Regions from separate parts of the Mus musculus genome. Here regions 1 and 3 are each linked to region 2. A link is a contact called in public Hi-C and HiChIP or PLAC-seq data. All regions are on one chromosome and are shown on one strand. Each heading gives the region's core, a stretch centred on a gene start, on an enhancer-like site or on the middle of the called end of the contact. The rest is flanking DNA. Distances are from core to core; before and after follow the strand shown. Region 1 has its middle 83 kb from the start of Gm22970. Region 2 has its middle 68 kb from the start of Klf5. Region 3 has its middle 53 kb from the start of Gm22970.

The links. A called contact is a pair of places that touch in the nucleus more often than the background predicts. HiChIP or PLAC-seq counts read pairs in DNA pulled down with a chosen protein or histone mark.
Region 1: a Hi-C map of cortical neurons shows a contact between it and region 2, with 1.8 times the contacts expected there. The contact joins two enhancer-like sites. A contact is called at or near these places in 1 of 39 promoter capture datasets (cranial neural crest) and 1 of 484 Hi-C or Micro-C datasets (cortical neurons).
Region 3: a contact with region 2 is called in an HNF4G HiChIP or PLAC-seq map of pancreatic cancer cells. The contact joins two enhancer-like sites. A contact is called at or near these places in 1 of 39 promoter capture datasets (cranial neural crest) and 2 of 115 datasets of contacts at active chromatin or transcription factors (astrocytes and pancreatic cancer cells).

The regions. Positions count from the first base shown.
Region 1 is chr14:99,855,073-99,858,256 of GRCm38.p6, forward strand. No RefSeq gene overlaps it. Among named protein-coding and RNA genes, the nearest start is that of Gm22970, 83 kb to the left of the region's middle. Within about 2 kb of position 1,684, at least 27 of the 459 cell types and tissues checked have an H3K27ac peak or open chromatin away from gene starts, as enhancers often do. A contact at or near this core is called in cortical neurons, where this site is marked.
Region 2 is chr14:99,365,091-99,368,004 of GRCm38.p6, forward strand. No RefSeq gene overlaps it. Among named protein-coding and RNA genes, the nearest start is that of Klf5, 68 kb to the left of the region's middle. Within about 2 kb of position 1,526, at least 52 of the 459 cell types and tissues checked have an H3K27ac peak or open chromatin away from gene starts, as enhancers often do. A contact at or near this core is called in cortical neurons and pancreatic cancer cells, where this site is marked.
Region 3 is chr14:99,825,666-99,828,562 of GRCm38.p6, forward strand. No RefSeq gene overlaps it. Among named protein-coding and RNA genes, the nearest start is that of Gm22970, 53 kb to the left of the region's middle. Within about 2 kb of position 1,261, at least 9 of the 459 cell types and tissues checked have an H3K27ac peak or open chromatin away from gene starts, as enhancers often do. A contact at or near this core is called in pancreatic cancer cells, where this site is marked.

The DNA of each region.
Region 1 (3,184 bases), core at 434-2,933, 490 kb after region 2:
AAAGAAAAAATGGTTAGCTGTCAATCTACATAGGTTAAAGCCAGATACCATCTTGTACTTAAAGAGATGTAATTCTTTGTCCACAAATCTTAAAACCCATACTCCGAGCAAAAATATGCCATTTCCTTTCTAGGAGACTTAAGGGGAAAGGCCTCTGAGGCCCATGTAAGGAGATGGCGGTGATGAAGGCCTGAAAACGGATCTTCCTGTACACTGGGCACAGTAATGGGGCTGAGCAAGCACACACCCCTTCTCCATCCGGCATAGTGAAGCAGACGCACGCTTCATGCTCTCTGCTGAGAGCACATGGAGCCGTGGTAGTGGCAAAACTGATTCTTCTGAACTTGTCCTCCTGTGGAGGGGCGTTCTCTGCCTCTGTGAACTTGAGGCAGGCTGGCCTTGTGCTCAGCGCTTTGTGTGCATTCTATGTCCACCTCCCATCACGATATGTAGGCAGCATTATTATCACCAGGGTTAGACACATCTCTTCAGGCACGGGATATCCTGAGCCCTATTGGCAAACCTAGTAACCAACCAATGGCTTCCATTTGATTCCTTTCCCCCCCTCCCCCCCTTTATGATGTTTTTAATTTTCTGTGAATGGATGGGTGTTTGGCCTGCCATATGTGCATGGTGTCCCTGGAGGTAGGAAGAGGGAGGGCATTAGATCCCCTGGAACTGTAATTATGGGTAGTTAGAAATTGTCACATGGCTGCTGGATATAGAACTTGGGCCCTCTGCAAGAGCAAGTGCTTGTAACTGTGGAGCCATCCCTCTATCCCTCCCATTTGGTCTTAAGGTGAGTGTTAACAGTTTATATAGCAGCCTTCTGCAAACAAGAGTAGGACTATACAGCTATAGTTCCACTAGTATCTTTTATTATGCTTCTGTGTTAAGTTGTGCATCCCAGACACCATGACAATATCCTACGTATTGTACCTGACATCATGGAAAAGGATTTATTTCCAAGATGGGGGTTAGTTTATCCTCTCGATATGAAATTTAAAAAACAAATGTTACAATCACACTATGTTCACCCAGATGACTGCACCCTGAATCTTCCTTACATTTACCTTCAGCACACCACATTTGTGAACTGATACCAACAGGGCAGTGGCATTTCCTTGACTCGAAGGCAGAGGAAGCTCTCAACAATAACACATTCTATGGAATGGGAATATGATGGCAGAGCCCCCGACCGAGTTGATAAGGAAGCTAAAAGGCAAAGCACGAGTGTATGTCTGGGGCTTTATGGAGCAGTTAACCTTGAGACTCACCTGTGTGTACAGATAAATCGACAGCTTCGGGTCAGCGTGTTTATAGAGCTTTACGAATCCTTGGGTTTCTCCATTTGTGCTTTTATCTCTTTCTGAACTTTATGCCCGGTTTCTGTCTGCTGATAGTCTTTACGCACACAGACTGCCACAAGATTAAACAGGGAGAAGTCTAAAGGTTCCCTTTGTCATCTTTAATGTCTGAGAATCTTTAATAAAAAGTGCACAGCTCCCACCAGTTAGAGAGCTGCAGAAAATGCCATGCGTTGCTCTGCCTTAGTGACAAGCATTTGACAAATCACAGCCTCCAGATAAGAGACAAGAAACTGTCAAAGGTTATGGTGGAAAATAACCAGCTCACAGTTAGATGTTCACTGCAGACTCAGAAGAAAATCTAGATGCATCATAGGACGCAGTCAGCAAACTGGTGGATATATCTGTATGGTTACACGTCATAAAACACTATTGTTACAGCTTTAGACAGAAATGAAGAAGAAAAAACAGGAAATGCAAACCTATTTTAGTCTCCATCTGGGCTGAGGGATTTTAATGCCACAGAATGCTTCACAAAAGGCAGGAAATGACGAAGCTATGTAAAATATATTCATATTGAAAGAAGAAAGCAAACAGCTCACTCTTGTAAGAGATGGCTTGCTCCCACTTGCCCTAGCTGCGAGGACCCACCTTGGGAACTCAGGTCTTCATGGTCCTGGATGCTTGGTGGCACAGGAGCAGAGCAAGCCACTGTGAATTCTCTGGGTCTAGAGACTGCATTTCTGATTGACACATTTACAGTTCCAGCTACTCAAGAGGAGCTGCATTCATAGTTTTTATTTTTTCTTGAAGAAGACTGTTTCTGACTGAAGTAAATTCTGAATGCCAGCTGTGAGTCTAGCTAGCTCTTAAGGTTTTTTTTTTCCATTCAATAATTAGGTGATTATGTAAGATGCGCATGATGTCAAGGTAGAACTTCTCAAATGTGCGCTGCCATAAAGATGCTTCTGCAGAAAGATGTCAAAGTGTTAAAAATAAAAAAAAAAGGAAGGCAGTTTGGAAGTTTAGTTTCTTAATGAGCACAATGATATGTTGGGTTAGGAATGGGAGGGTGATGTCATGCCCACTAGAGGGGTGGCTACTTGGAGAAAGAGCAAACTTTCAGATAAAATGGTACCTTAGATTTTTGGGTGTTTGGAAATTTCACATCGAGTACTTAGATATCATGATAAAATGCTTAGTTTCTAATTTTTGATAAGAAAAATTTGAACTTCATCACAAATTACATAGGTAGAGGAATTCCAGTAGATAATTATTGGGAGCATTTCAGTCACTTTCTTCTAATGATAGTAATTTAGTATTAGCATTGTTAGTATTGATATTAGTACTGAGAATCCAACCTACAGCTTTACATGCTAAACTCATGTTGTGACCACTGAGCTACACCCCGAGACCTGAAAAAATTTATAATGATTAATTGTTTTACATATGCCTTCTTTAAAACAAAAATCTACTGGAAAGTGTGGAAATGCGTTTAAAAATCTAATCTGAACTTTTAAATTGCTAGGTCGTCCTTTTTTTTAGCAGTAACATCTTATTACTCTCATCATTACCTAGATAACAAAGTCCAAATTCTGGAATTAAGTCTTTTGGATGTCTGCGACCTGTTTCAGAAGTATGCTTCCAACTTTTCATTTTATTAAAATTCTTCTTATTAAAACCCTATCTCTAAATTGGATCATTTGCATAGCTATCAACTTTCATAGGAAATGAGTTCTCTCCACACATCAAATCGAGCTCTGGAATGAGAAATGAAGCTCACAGTCTAGCAAAAGAGAAGATATCATAGTGGCTCCTTAGAATCTTGCAGGTGTAATACTTGCCGTGTGCTTACAGCCTAAGAGCAGACACCACTT
Region 2 (2,914 bases), core at 276-2,775:
TGGGCACCTGCTTCTCCCAGTGAGTGACAGGAAGCCCAAATGCTTTGTTTAAACTCAGTTCAGATTGTGGGAGAGAGGCAAGGGCAGAACATACTCTTCGGGTCCAAGTTAGAGTTCCATGGAGGACCCCAGCTCCAGGGACTGCCAGGTTCATTCTCAGACAGGGCAATTCTGAGGTACATGAGTCTTTACAGAGACCTGGGTGCTATTTCAGAAGGATTTTTTTTCTTTAAAAGAATCAACCTGCAAAGAGGAAGTCTCTTGACCCCTTTTCTCAGCAGCAGTGGGGTCCTCTGTGATCCTTCCTTCATAATCCCTTTTTACATAATACACACAAAGATATCTATATATCTATACATCTATCTATCTATCTATCTATCTATCTATCTATCTATCTATCTATCTATCTATCTATCTATCTATCATCTACATACACATACATACATGTGTATATGTATGTATGTATACATATATATTAAGATATATATGTATATATGGCATTTATGCGCATAACAAGACTTCACGAAGCTTTTTTTTTTTTCTTTTTTACAAGAGCACAAATCTACTTTTATTTATTTACTCTCCATTAGTTTAAATCCAGGATGGATACAGCATCACACGGATTCTATGACCAATGGCCTTCGCAGGAAGGTTGCTTCGAATTTGGCACGAACCATGCCACTGTTTCCGTAGGCCCGAGTTACTTTTCCCCAGATTGCTCTGGTTGTGTTTGGTTTGCCTCCAGGAGTCACTGTATTGTGTTTTGCTTTATACACATAAGCACATCCATCTCTTGCTTAAGTAGAACTCCGTTTCATCTCGGGCATAAACGCCTTCAATTTTAAGAAGAGCCGTGTGTTCTCTTTGGTTCCGGAGACCTCGCTTGCAGCCAGCAAAAGTGGCCTTGCACCACAGCCTTCCAGACATACTTGATGTTAGAAGTCCTGTTCCCGTCAGGCCTCCACAGACACCAAGATGGCGGAAAGAGCTCCTGAAGCTTAATTAATTAATTAAAAAAGGAACTGTTATTTTTATATGGAGAAGAAGCTACAAGCTCTAGGTCACCAACCAGCTCAGAAAACAGCTGAGGAGAAGTAATTTCATGGCTCCTCCTGGCTGGATTGGATTTGAGTTGAGAGCTCTGCAGTGCAAGCAACCCCTGCACAGACCTCCTGGCTTTAGTCTTCCGGTTTGCCTTGAGAATCATGGAATCCCACACTTGCCTAGGGAAAACCACACTGCGCGCGGGGAAAGCCTGTTTGGTGTCCAGGGGACTTCCTGGGCTGTTGCCTGTAGGCTGCCTGTATCCCTTGGCCGATGAGGCGTGGCTTCCAGACGGGTACTCTGTTTTGCCCTTATCAGCCTGCCTGTTTGCCCGCACTTTGCTTTCAGCCGGTGAGAGGCGAGTATTGTTCGTGGGGGAGGGCCGCGCTCATTTTCCTGCATCATGGAAAAATATATGTGCAGGAAACGTAGCCTTTCAACTGGCTTAAGCCTGTCTGCGAGGCTCATTTCAAGGCGCTCTATTGTGCTCAGTCCTTATTGGAGCAAGATAAAAATAGCGCTCTGAGGAGGGCTATGTCTATAGACCCAGAGTGAAAGGGAGAGTTGAGGCAATTGTCCAGATAATCCAAGCAAAAAAACAAAACCAAACAAAATAAAACCATCCACCGTTGAGAAAAACACAGGCTTAGGAGCCTGAATGGTCCGGCCTGGTTTTCTGCATTGTTCAAATTCATCAGCGCTGCATGTATTTACTTTCTTGACATAGACGGGGCTTAAGCTGTCCCGTCTTTCTCCTCCAGTTTTTCTCCTCCAGTATTATCTCAAGGGCTAACTCAAAAAAAAAAAAAAAAATGCCTGTGCTTTAAATTTCCCCTCACTGCCCTACTTCCCAGAAACAAAGCAGATTTTATCATAGATTTATGCATGCAAAAATTAGAAGGCAGGTGTATCAATGGAGAAGAGATGGCTCAGAAGTCGAGAGGGGGATTTCGTTCTTCTTTTGGCTTTGTGTGTGAATTCATTCCCTTTAGCAGGGAGCTGAGGGCTGGAGACCGTTTATCTGTCCACTCCTGTGTTGTAGCCCTGTGTGTGGCTTTATGCTTGGCTAAGTGCCTGTCATGTGTGTTGGTTGCCGGTACAACAGCTTGGCTCATTTAGTAAAGTAAGGAGCCCGGTTTTTCTTTGAGATAGCAGCCGGTAATATTCCACTGGAGCCCGCAGAGCTGCGGACCTTCAGATGTGCTCTGTCCAGGGTCCCCTGCACTGGTTTTCCAGCTTGGGGTCATGACTTGTCCCTTGCTTTGGTTCCTTTGTCATTTGCTTGGGGTTCCACTGTGTAGCTGAGGTGGGCTTCAAACTTGCCATCTTCCAGCCTCTGTCTCCTCGGTGTTGTGGTTACAAGTCCCCTGTCGTGTTTGGTGACCCAGTTCAGAAAACGGTTACTTCTTTCTCCATCCTTCTCCGCACATCCGATTCTTCCTCTTACCTCTGTCACAACACATGCAGTCACCAAGAACTATGACTTTCTCTTTTCTGAGGTTTTTTTTTTTTCTTCCCAGCCTTGATTTTCCTCAAGTTTGAATTCCTGTTCCCGTATCCCTGACAATAACCCCCCTGCTTTTCTCAGTCCTGCTCCTCTCTAATCCATCTTAAGTAAACGCCAGAGCAGGCTTCCCTGACGCTTTGCCTAATTGAATTGTATTTCCTTGCACAAACATCTCCAATAACTCCCCGTGGCCTGAAAGATCTCACTCAAATTCCACAGGCTGGCATTTGAAAGCTTTTGTCAATTTGGTTCTGGTGACTTCCTGGCCTTGAGTGAGCTTTTAGATCTGTCAACCCCGCAGGAAAGACTCTTTCTCCTCTCGCTCTGCGCCGCGCATCCCAGGTGCCTTCTAGTGCTCCGGTG
Region 3 (2,897 bases), core at 11-2,510, 460 kb after region 2:
AAGATGTGGTGTGAAGGAAGATACTCCTCCATCAATGGAAAAGCCATGGGGGAAGAATGTAAGCACTGTGCTGCCCCTGGGACCAAAGCCTTGCCTTAGTTAACACATGAGACCTTAGCGCTACAACTTGGAGGGATTCATTTCTCAACTCAAGTGGATTCAACAGCATACGCCTTCTTAGACCTTCCCCAAAGGGATGGAGCCCTGCCAGCACTTGGGTTCAGCTTTGCAGGATTCTGATCAGAGGATGCAACTGAGATGAACTGTGAGGAATCCACTGCTGTTGTTTTTAAGCTGGTGAGTGTGTATCCGTTTGTTACAATAGAAGACGAATGCATCACCACTGAACCGAGTATGGGAACCATTCACGGGCTCTCTCTGTCCTCCATTTCCCATAACCTCCCACTCCCATCCCCAAATGATAAACACTTATATCATTTTTCCCTCTAGAACACGTGTTGTACTAGTTTTTTGGCTCTGTAGAATTCAGCTTCATCTCTTGGCAAATTGTTCCAAAACTCATCCCCCTTCCCCTGTCTGATTCCCTCTCTTGGTTTTCAGGCTATCTTCCAAACAACTGATAACATACTTTTCTAGGAAAACGTTATGACAACTCTTTATTTAAAACATTTCAAAGATTCCAAATACCTGACAGATTAAAATCCGGCTCCTCCTAAATAAGAAAAACATGGCATTGGCTCTTGTCTAGAGCTCCAGCCTTTCACCCCACTCCCCTGCCTCTCTTTTCATTGTTAGCAGGATGTGAGAAGTATAATTTGCCATCAGGACCATTCTGCTGTCGGGATGTCTGAGACATCCCCAGATCTGATCTGTAGAGATGGAGGGATTGCAACTAGGGCTTCTTGATCTTGCACATAGAGGAAGAATCATGTAGCTAAGTAAACTAATATACTAACAATTCAGGTTTTCTCTTGTGCTTCACCTTGTGGATGCCTGGTATTCCGGTCTCCCTGGGAAATGGCCAAAAGTCTTTCCAACACTGACATAGGTCACTTCCCTGAATTTATACTCTGTAGCATCAATAGTACTTCTGGGCAGGACTGAGGTATATTGGCCAAGGGATAAATATTAACAGCATTTCCAGAGATGGGGTTGGCCTGTGGAGCCAGGTTTAAGAAAGAGATGGTGGGTGTATCCTTTTGTTTGAGGTGCTACAATAAATACCACAGACCACATGACTTAAACCACAGGCATTTGTTGCTCACAGTTCTGCAGGCTGGGAAGGTCCTGATCTAGGAGCTGGCAGGTCTGTCTAGAACGACATTAGTCCCATCACTGGAGCTCCACCCTCTGTCTGAAAGGCTCTAACATCACACTAGTGATTAAAGTTACAACATGACTTTGGACAGTCATGGCTATTCAGCTCAGCAGTGGGCTATGAGCTGACAGCTAGCTCACTGTATTTTTGAACCTGGAATTCCAGAAAGTTCTAGAATTCTGAATTTCAGCTCAGCCTGCTAGAATATTATGAAGATACATTTATCTAGGCAGGAGAATAAGCCATATTTTATGTAACCAAGTTTGTGAACTTGGTTAACAACTTGTCTTTAGGTTCAAGTCGACGTGGCTATTTGGATTGTTTCTCTAATTTCCACAAAGGTTAAATGGAGCACATTCCTATCAACACACCATGGTTTCATGCTGTTCCTTTTTGTGCTCTGAGTTCTTCTTATATTCTAGACAGGCTTGCCAGTATTCCTCACTGGGTTCAGGGTCGTTCCAATGCTCCGTCACACCAAGAAGCCTTCAGTAACTAGTCTCTCAAATATTCCCTACCAATTCAACATGTGCAAATGCGAAGGTGTTAACTGGGCCTCTTCTAAGCTGTCAGATGAAGAAAAGAGCACATTTTATTCATTCTGTTGTCTTACTCCTGTGGTTTCTGGTACATGTTATGGATTTAATTAACATTTATAGAACTGAAAACAACTAGCAAGTGATGAGTGCTTTATTCAGGAGACATTCCACAAGCGCTTAAGGAATAACAGCACAAAGGGAAGAAAAAGATCATCTGTGGATGAAAGGGGGATGACAGGTTCCTTATGCCAGGCCAAACGATAGTAATAGTTGGCATTTCTCGATCAGTATTTGCCAGAAGCTACTATACGAATTCTATGCGTGTGACATTGACTTCTCCTGATTCTAGGCGGCATGAGCTACCATCTCCATGTTGTAAAATAGGAAAGTGAGGGATATTAAATGGTTTGCCTGAAGTCCCACAGTCAGTAGGTGCTGGAGATCAGAGGAGCCCAAAACCTCTGTGTGACTGCACAACATCGCCCATGTATAGCAGAGGAGCTGACCCCACGGTCCTTTGCTGAACAAAAGAGAAACTATAAATAATCATACATTAGTTAGTAGGAAGTGAGTAACACACATCGGGGAATAAAAACAGGGACATCAGAAATGTGTAAATAATAAGACAGAGAACTGGGAGAGCAATTTGGATTCAAATAAGAGAATGAGAATGCACTTCATTGACAGCAGGGACATGTCCCACAGGAAGCTGGGAGGTCTTCTACAGAGGACCTCACTGCAGCAAGAGTTTCTGGAAAGTTCCTAGCACAGGATGTGAGAAGGGAATGTATGGGGGATGATTGGGTCTTCAAATCCAAAAACACAATACCAACACAAGTTTTACATTAAAATATTTTAAGACAGAGATTGTTCCTCACAACAGTTTTTCATTTGAAAGAGAAGTTACCATCTTTCCTGAAACGTTACTTAAAGCCATTTTACATGTCAACTAATTGGAGCACATTGTTACTTTTGAGTTGAATTTTTTAAAAATAAAGTAACTATTTTCCTATTTGGAGAAAATATATATCCATGCCCAATAAACAGTAATTTGTGTGTGGTAGGCAAAAAGAAAGTCT